Linked DNA regions of Mus musculus: region 2 is linked to region 1. The links are chromatin contacts, called in public Hi-C maps. All regions are on one chromosome and are shown on one strand. The core of a region is the stretch at or near the end of the contact, and the rest is flanking DNA. Distances in the headings are between cores, read along the strand shown.

What was found. Hi-C and Micro-C count contacts between places; a contact is called where the count stands out from the background.
Region 2: a contact with region 1 is called in a Hi-C map of bone marrow-derived macrophages, with 3 times the contacts expected there. The contact joins two enhancer-like sites. A contact is called at or near these places in 7 of 39 promoter capture datasets (the 3T3-L1 cell line, the C10 cell line, embryonic stem cells and 2 more), 11 of 484 Hi-C or Micro-C datasets (3T3-L1-derived adipocytes, the G1E-ER4 cell line, the N1E-115 cell line and 6 more) and 7 of 115 datasets of contacts at active chromatin or transcription factors (bone marrow-derived dendritic cells, bone marrow-derived macrophages, embryonic stem cells and 3 more).

What each region holds. Positions count from the first base shown.
Region 1 is chr8:69,036,106-69,040,446 of GRCm38.p6, reverse strand. It overlaps Slc18a1 (solute carrier family 18 (vesicular monoamine), member 1), which reads left to right. Exons shown (of 17, transcript NM_153054.2): 16 at 73-206; 17 at 1,542-2,739. The coding sequence ends at 1,652. Among named protein-coding and RNA genes, the nearest start is that of Gm33103, 36 kb to the right of the region's middle. Within about 2 kb of position 1,951, at least 91 of the 459 cell types and tissues checked have an H3K27ac peak or open chromatin away from gene starts, as enhancers often do. A contact at or near this core is called in bone marrow-derived macrophages, where this site is marked.
Region 2 is chr8:69,100,613-69,104,953 of GRCm38.p6, reverse strand. Atp6v1b2 (ATPase, H+ transporting, lysosomal V1 subunit B2) reads right to left here. Exons shown (of 14, transcript NM_007509.3): 3 at 3,491-3,589; 4 at 2,925-3,018; 5 at 2,713-2,790; 6 at 2,364-2,503; 7 at 2,091-2,192; 8 at 1,477-1,574; 9 at 1,186-1,309. Among named protein-coding and RNA genes, the nearest start is that of Slc18a1, 14 kb to the right of the region's middle. Within about 2 kb of position 1,788, at least 11 of the 459 cell types and tissues checked have an H3K27ac peak or open chromatin away from gene starts, as enhancers often do. A contact at or near this core is called in bone marrow-derived macrophages, where this site is marked.

The DNA.
Region 1 (4,341 bases), core at 702-3,201:
TCTGTGGTTACCCACTGTCCCTAGGATAGTGTTTTACAGGTGACACTTGGAATTTGATTTATTTTTCCACAGGCCCATCTACCGGGGGTGTTATTGTACCGGTCATCGGCTTCCCTTGGCTCATGGTCATCATTGGAACTATCAACATCATCTATGCCCCTCTCTGCTGCTTCCTGCAGAACCCACCAGCTAAGGAGGAGGAGCTTGTAAGGCACCTGTGTAGTAACTAGAATACATGTCTGTTCCTCCATGTGGGTCTCCTGACCCTTCACCTTGAGCTCATTTCCTCTCTGCCGCTCATTTCTCTGCTTTGTAGCTTTACTGTTCTTCCTAACACACTTACCCTTGTCTTCTACCTTTCTTTCTCTAAACAACCAAGTCCCCTATCATCAGGATCTTAAGTAAAGAAGGGAAACGAGGAGCAGGAGTGGTGAGACACTTCAGAAATCCCAGCATTTGAGACACGGGGTAGTATAGAAGTTCAATGTATCTGGGCGGTGGTGGCACACGCCTTTAATCCCAGCACTTGGGAGGCAGAGGCAGGCGGATTTCTGAGTTCAAGGCCAGCCTGGTCTACAAAGTGAGTTCCAGGACAGCCAGGGCTACACAGAGAAACCCTGTCTCGAAAAACCAAAAAAAAAAAAAAAAAAAAAAAAAAAGAAGAAGAAGATGTTCAGTGAAATCCTCAGCTACATATTGAATTAAAGGTCAGCCTGCCGTGAATAGAACCTACTCATAAAAACAAACCAAAACTAAACTAAACAAAAAAGAAAAAGAAATGAAAAATGAGACTATCTTCATTCGTTTTGTGTATGGTGCGTACAAGTCAGTGCAGAGAATGTTGGCTTTTTAAATTTTTCTCTGCCTTGTTCCATTGTGTACTAGAAGCTCCCCGTAGTCTGGGCTGCCTGGCCAGTGAGCTCCCAAGCCCTGCCCATCTCTACCCACCAGTACTAGGATTACAGGCATGTGACCATGAACAAAACACTCTTTTATATGGGTGTTGGGGGCTCAGGATCAGTCCTTAGGCTTGCAGGGTAAGTCCTCATTCCTATTGATCCATCTCTCAGCTGAGGCCTTGACTTTAAAGTTCAAAATTAGTTGCCAGGTAAAAGATTCTGCACACTTTATGTGTATGACTTAATTAATTAATATACTTTGCTCTTCTTGTGGCATGAACACCCCAGCATCCCTAGGTGCCTCATGGATTCAGGATGGATGGAAAAGCTGCTCACAGGAATGGAAGTAGGCAGGAAGGTCTATGGGAAGAGTGTCTATTTCAGCCACTTTTTTTTTTTTTGCTGTGCCTTACACCTACTGATGCTAGGGTTCAAGCACAAGCATACCAGATGTTTGCCCTGGCTAGGCTTGATATGCCCAGGTACCTTGGAAGGCCTGAGCCTACACATGAGGCAGAAAGAGGGTGCTATACTTCCATCGTGAGTTGTTCTAAGTAACACTAAGCTTGGATATGCTAGCATGGACAAGAAACAGGATGGCCTATGATGTGCAGTAATCTCTATATTTACCTCTTGCTCTAGGCAATTCTGAACCAGGAATGCCCCACAGAGACCCAGATGTACACAATCCAGAGGCCCACGAAGGAGTTTCCACTGGGAGAGAACAGCGATGATCCTGGCAGTGAGGAGTAGCTGTAGAGGGTGATATCTGGGCCTCATTCCAGGTGACCCCATGAGGCGTGAATCTCAGTGTCCCAGGGGACCAGATCATCACAGATTCAATGGGTCTCACTTTCCTCTCCTCTGGGCAACTCCCTTCCTTCCTTCTTATTGATAGCTTGTTCTTACTCACCTGTAAGTACAACCCACCACTCTCCCAATGTGCTTTGACACCACCAGTGGCCCATTTTTTGTGGGAGGACAGTGCTACTTCCTGCCAGGCCAAAGCGAAGCTGATTAAAGCTGAGTTGAGACAAGTTCTGCAAGGGGTGACTCACTTCCTGCAGGCAGTGCTGAACAACGTGCCTGTGAAACCAGGGCTACAAATGGCAAGCCTTCCTTTCTTCTCTGATTTTGTCTAACATATTACCAATATGTCTTAAAATTTGACCTGTCTCCTGTGATATATTTTCCCCTTATTTTTTCCAGGTGAGCTTCCATATGTAGGTTGTTGTTTTTTTTTTTCTTTCTTATTTTATGTGCTAAAATTACTTTAACTTCATCAAATGAAGCCTTCTGGCTTTCCTCATCATCCAATCAAAGGGAAATAAGCACTTTTCCTAGGTCTGTGTTATGTCTGCTCTGATGATTTCTCATGTATGTTTCTAGCTTTCCCCAACCTCTTAAACTCTTATAAATAAAAGTGGTTGAAGTACAGAAAAACAAACAAACAAACAAACAAACAAGCCAATGAAACAACAACAGAAACCCCAAATAAACAACATTGCATTAGACTCAAGGGTTCCCTGCATGAAGCAAAAAGAAACTTGAAATTTCCCCCAAACGTGTATTTCCTAGTAGAAGAAGCAGAACAAGGCGTTCATTGTTCACACGTGTCAATGAGTAAGTCAATTAGCCAATTCAGACATGAAGAACCAGATGGTTTTGTAGCAGGAGAGAGAGTGTGGGAAAATACAGTGGGTGTTGTACATCATGTGACATTTGGCTACATTTTTGAAATGGTTATTGGATGATAGAGTCTCCAATTTGGGAAATATGGCATTCATTCTAAGTAGCTTCTCATTTTTCTCAGCAAACAATAAAATTTATGAACAACTCAAGATAGTATATGCTGTTCATGTCCAGGGAGTCATGGATGCTCAGGTCTGGTTGGGGGATAGCAGGAGAGATGGAGGTGGAGAAAGAATGCTGTGGAGGTATCCTGATTTCAGAAAGGGGTGTGCATTCTTTTTCTGGAGTGACTCCTGGATTACTGTGTTCTTCCCTGGGAGTTGGATAGCTTCAGGACAAACTCTGATTCAATAGAACACATTTTGGCTGACTTAATGAATCTGTGTCACTTGGACAGAGAATATCTGATTGGTGGATAGGTTTTGGGGAGTTTCGTTCTAATGTAGACTTTTTGATTTGTAGAACCAGATAAACTTGTATCATTTAGTGCATATGACATGTTTTTCATGTCTTAAAGGAGCCTCAAGGTAAAATTAGCAAAGGATTTACCTGAATGTCTAAGCCATAGCTCCTAAGAAAAGCTTGTGTATGTGTGTGTGTGTGTGGGGGGGGGGCTGAAATAAAGAGGAGGGAGGGAGAGACTGAATGTAGGCCACAAGAGTTTAAAAGCAGAAGGGAGGGACCACATCCATGTGGGTGGGATTTATAATAAAAGTTAAGCTTTCAGGAGGCTGGAGAGATGGCTCAGTGGTTAAAAGCACTGACTGCTCTTCCAGAGGTTCTGAGCTTAATTCCCAGTAACCACATGGTGACTCACAACCATCTGTAATGAGATCTAATGTCCTCTTCTGGTGTGTCTGAAGACAGCAACAGTGGGCTTACATAAAATAAATAAACAAATACATACGTAAATAAAAAGAAACAGTAAAACAAAATTTAAAACAAGTTGAACTTGTTACAGAAACTGTTAAAGTGTGTTTCAAAACAAAAGGAGAATTTACTAGACGTTATCAAGGACAAACTTAGTCTTTATTACTGACCCTGTAAGCAACATGAAAAGACTGTATGGTACGAATCAAATATTGGTAGCTTATGATGATCTTCAAAAAATGACCATGTCAAATCCAGTGAAAATGAAACTCAAGGATTTCTCTGTAAAAGCATCAGTTGTTCCAAGTAGCACATGATCTGAGATATAGGTTTTCTTCTCATGAAAGGAGGCAACACAAAGAACTCCCAATGACAGTCAAACCAAGAAGGCAGGAGAACTTCAAAGGGCCAGAAGAGAGTTGGACATTCTCAGAGTGGAGACAAACCGCAAGGCTTCCATTGCCCAATACTAAAGTGTGGTGCTTTCACATCTCATTGAGAGGCAGACAGTATAGGAGGAGTGGGAGAAATACTCTTAGTTAGGCTTTTTTTGCTGTGAAGAGACTGCATGACCATGGCAACTCTTATAAGGACAATATTTAATTGGGGCTGGCTTACAGTTTCAGAGGTTCAGTCCATTGTCATCATGACAGGAAGCATAGTAGCATCCAGGCAGACAGGGTGCTGGAAGACAGAGCTGAGAGTTCTTAATCCACGGGAAGCAGTAGACTGTGACACAGTTCCTCCAACAAGGCCACACCCACTCCAACGAGGCCACACCTCCTAATAGTGCCACACCCTATGGGCCAAACATTTACACACAGGAGTATGGAGGCTACTCCTATTCAAAACACAACATGTGGGATGATAGAGTGAAAGT
Region 2 (4,341 bases), core at 539-3,038, 65 kb before region 1:
AAGTTTAAGGTCAATCTCAGCTACACAGTAAGATTTCAAGGCCAGCCTGGGCTACATACGCACCTGATCAGAGAGCCAGGACTCTACCCCACCACACAAAATATAATTAAAGGTCTTCCTCAGAGACATGCATAGAAGAATAGGTACTTGCATAGCTCTACCATCACAAGAACCTAAGAGGATTGCCAATGTAGGATTCTTGCACTGCTACTCAAAGTGTGAGCCACAGACCTGTGTTCATCGATGCACAATAGAACTGTCATAGCAATCTCTAAGAACACTTGGATGCTAATGAATCTAACATGAAGTAAACCTAGGTTTGCCAGGAGTGGTGGCGCACGCCTTTGATCCCAACAAACAAAAATCTTTCTCTTAGCTCATTTTTTTTCGTTAACAAAGGTATGGATCTGCTTCAATGAAGACAAGACTCCAGTCTTTCAGAGTCAACGTAAACACTGTGACAATGTGGTAATGATCTTGGGGACTTTAAAATACAGGTCATTAGAGAGCAGGTTTCCTCAGTCTTTTTGTGCACTCAAGAGTTAACAGGCTTAGCAGGCTAAGAGTGTTGGCTGAGTTCCTGGGTTTGGTTTCAAGCACCCACACTGGGATCCTCACAGCCACCCACTTCCAGGCAATCGGTGCCCCCTTCTGGCCTCCGTGAGCACATAAACACACACACACACACACACACACACACACACACACACACACACACACACACAAATGTACACAGGGTTAACACACAGTATGGTCAGAAGTTCTTGGGAATGAAACACTACCATCCGCTTGTGGTGCTTTCTTACTTCTTCAGCCCTTGAGAGAGACAGTGACAGTTACTAATTTTAATCTCACTCTCTACTATTTCCAAGTTGACAGAGACAAAAAAAATTGTACTATCTGGGTGTTTTGTTTTGTTTTGTTTTGTTTTTTTCCCGAGACAGGTTTTCTCTGTGTAGCCCTGGCTGTCCTGGAACTCACTTTGTAGACCAGGCTGTCCTCGAACTCCGAAATCCTCCTGCCTCTGCCTCCCAAGGGCTGGGATTAAAGGCGTGTGCCACCACACCCAGCCTTGTACTATCTCTTTTATGATTAAAGAAAAACAGAAACTTACAAAAGATCAAGATGACCCTACTTGACACATTTTGTTTGAGAAAAGAAGGAAAAAAAGAAGGGAAGAGTTACCTCTCGCAGCGCTTCAGCGTAGGAGCTCATGTCCGTCAGGATCACCAGCACGTGCTTCTCACACTGATATGCCAGAAACTCGGCCGTGGTCAGAGCCAGGCGAGGAGTGATGATCCGCTCAATGCTGAAAGGGAACACACGTCCCAGGTCACTCAAAAGCCACAACCAAAACAAGGCTGCGACAGCAGCATTTTCCTTTTGACACTCTTAGTTCACAGAGGAGAGGAAAACAAAATTACTTTAAAGATGCCTCTGTAGGCAGTAACTCAGAGAGAAACAAGTTTTACTTACGTTGGGTCATTAGCCAGATTCAAAAAAAGGCAGACATTGTCCATTGAGCCATTTTCTTCAAAGTCAGATTTAAAGAACCGGGCTGTTTCCATGTTTACCTAAGTATCAGTGACGTCATCAGTGCAATGCAAAAGAACATTCTCAGCATCTATTTCTGAGGAAGGCCAAGCTATAAATCTAAATTATTCTGTTTTAAACAGTCAAGCTCTCTTCCTCTTTTTTCTTTCCTCCTCCTCTTCTTTCTCTGCATGTGTGCACAAACCTTCCTCTTTCTCTCCCTCCCCTCCCCATGGGGACTCCCCTGGCCTTAATTCTTGGGGCCAGTGAATTCCCAGAGGGCAGCTTCCCCATGAACCTGCCTTTAATATAACCACATACATATGTACGTTTCAAGCCTCCATTTTTTTCTTTTTTAAGTGCAAGTCAGAGTAAAGCACTTTGGCATGCAAAGTCTTATTAGGTTTCAGCTACATGCTAAATCTGACTCCTAAGTTTTGCTAAAATGCCAAGATACAGAGTTTCTATCTAAGAATAAAGTTGATTTTGTATAGTTTATCACCTCTTTCTAACAACAGTTAATTTTATGTTATTCCCAAACATAATACCATACTTACTCCCATAGCAGCAAACACAATGGCAAAATTTTCTTCACTATAGTCCACTACATCTTTGGATTTCTTTACCAAACCAGCCTGGCGACAGATCTGAGCTGCAATCTGTTAAGGATGAAAACTAAAAATCATATCCTGACAACAAAGTAATTTATTCTTCTCTCTTGAATACTTTAATTAGTAGCCTGAATTAAAACATCAAGTCCGTGGTAGGTAAGCTGATGTGTGTATTCCCCCCGTGACTACACACGGCACGACAAGTCCATCTGCCCTCACCTCGTTGTGTGGTAATCCAGCAGCAGAAAAGATGGGGATTTTCTGTCCCCTAGCAATACTGTTCATGCCATCGATGGCGGAAATGCCCGTCTGAATCATCTCTTCTGGATAGATCCGACACTGAGGGTTGATTGGCTGACCTGATGTATTCCAAAAAGGGAAAAATGTTAGTATGTCTGCACATTGGTCATGGATACAAACAAATAATTAAAAGGTCAGAACTCAAACAAAGAATTTCTCTGTATTTATCTATCTCCTTTCAATGTTACCATAACTATTCTCTCTCCGGTAAGGCTGCCAGTAGACAGAGTTAGTTTCCCCAACACTGACACCCATCTACTGCCCCTACCCATGATGTCAAGGAAGTCTTCAGCCAGCACCACAGGGCCTCGGTCAATGGGTTTTCCTGATCCGTTGAATACTCGACCTATACAACAGCAACAAGACAGAACAGAGTAAACCCATACTTCCCAATCTGTGCTTGTATGTTTCTAGATTTTAAATAAATATGTTTAAAAGGAAACAGATCTGTGTACGGAACGAAGAGTGATAGTCACTTACCAAGCATATCCTCAGACACTGGTGTTCGGAGAATATCTCCAGTAAACTCACAGGATGTTTTCTTGGCGTCTATACCAGATGTCCCTTCAAATACCTACCAAAAAAAGAGAATCAAGTAGAAGGGTAAAAGATATTTAGGTCAGGGACACTAACTAGACCAAAGGTCCTGCTTGCAGGGTCAAACATCCCAAGGAGCTGAGGACCTTTATGTGTAAAAAGGATGTTTAAAACAAAGAACAAGGAAAAAGAAACTAAGGACTTCTGGCCATCTTATAAATATAAAAAAACCAAAAAACCAATAACCCCCAGAACCCCATCCATCTACTTTTACAAATTTAACCTGCTACTGCCCTAGAATATTTTTTGGGTACATACTGAGAAATTTCTCTTTCTCTATAATAAAATAACATTAAAAGATAGGAATTTTAAGGAAGAAATCCAAGAGCTGAGTTAGGTACCATTTTGATGGCATCCGATCGCCAGTGAATGCACTTCTCATCACTGTCCTGTCACGGAACGATGGGCTTTGATTGGGAAATGCCTCAATGGTTCTGAGTGGCACTCACCTGAACCACTGCTTTGGAGCCACTAACTTCTAGGACTTGCCCACTTCTCTTTGTGCCATCTGGTAATGTCAAGTGGACAATCTCAGCGTATCTGGGAAACTAAGCAGGAGCACAGTGAGGGATTAGTAATCAGCATCCTAGACGGTACCCACGCTACTCTACGCATCTCCACCATGGCCTTGTTGTCTAGGCACTTTCTTCAACAAATACATGGGAGTTGCATCTGGATCCCTGTAACTTATATTACTAGTGTACAAAGTGGCAAACTAGTGCAAGGTACAGAGAGAAGGATATGATCCTACAAAAGCACAGCAATTACATTTAATAGTTTTCCTCTATGTGTATAGGTTTAGAGACTGCAGAAAGATATAAAGTTACCAACAATGTTTCTAGCACTCACAGATTGATGTTCACTGGGCTATGTTTATCTGCAATCACACAGGCCTCATGTAAGAGATGAAAGATAAATTGTTATTATGTAATATTATTATCAGACTAAGATAATGTGCAAGGTCTCCCTCAATCTAATCTAAACAGATATATATCCTCCTATGCAAGAATGTAGAATCTATATCTCTAAGATTCTCCTCTACCCCACAGCCCCATCCAGTTTTTTACACTGTTCATTTTTTAAGACACTATGTAATGTAACTCAAGCTGGCCTCAAACTCACTATCTATATCTAGTATCTAGTGTACACACACACACACACACACACACACACACACACACACACACACACACACACACAGAACCTCAAGGCTGGAATTACAAGCTACTGAACTACCATACTGAGCTAAGAAGTTTTATGTACTTAGCTGACAAAGTATTTGATGCATTATTGGACAACC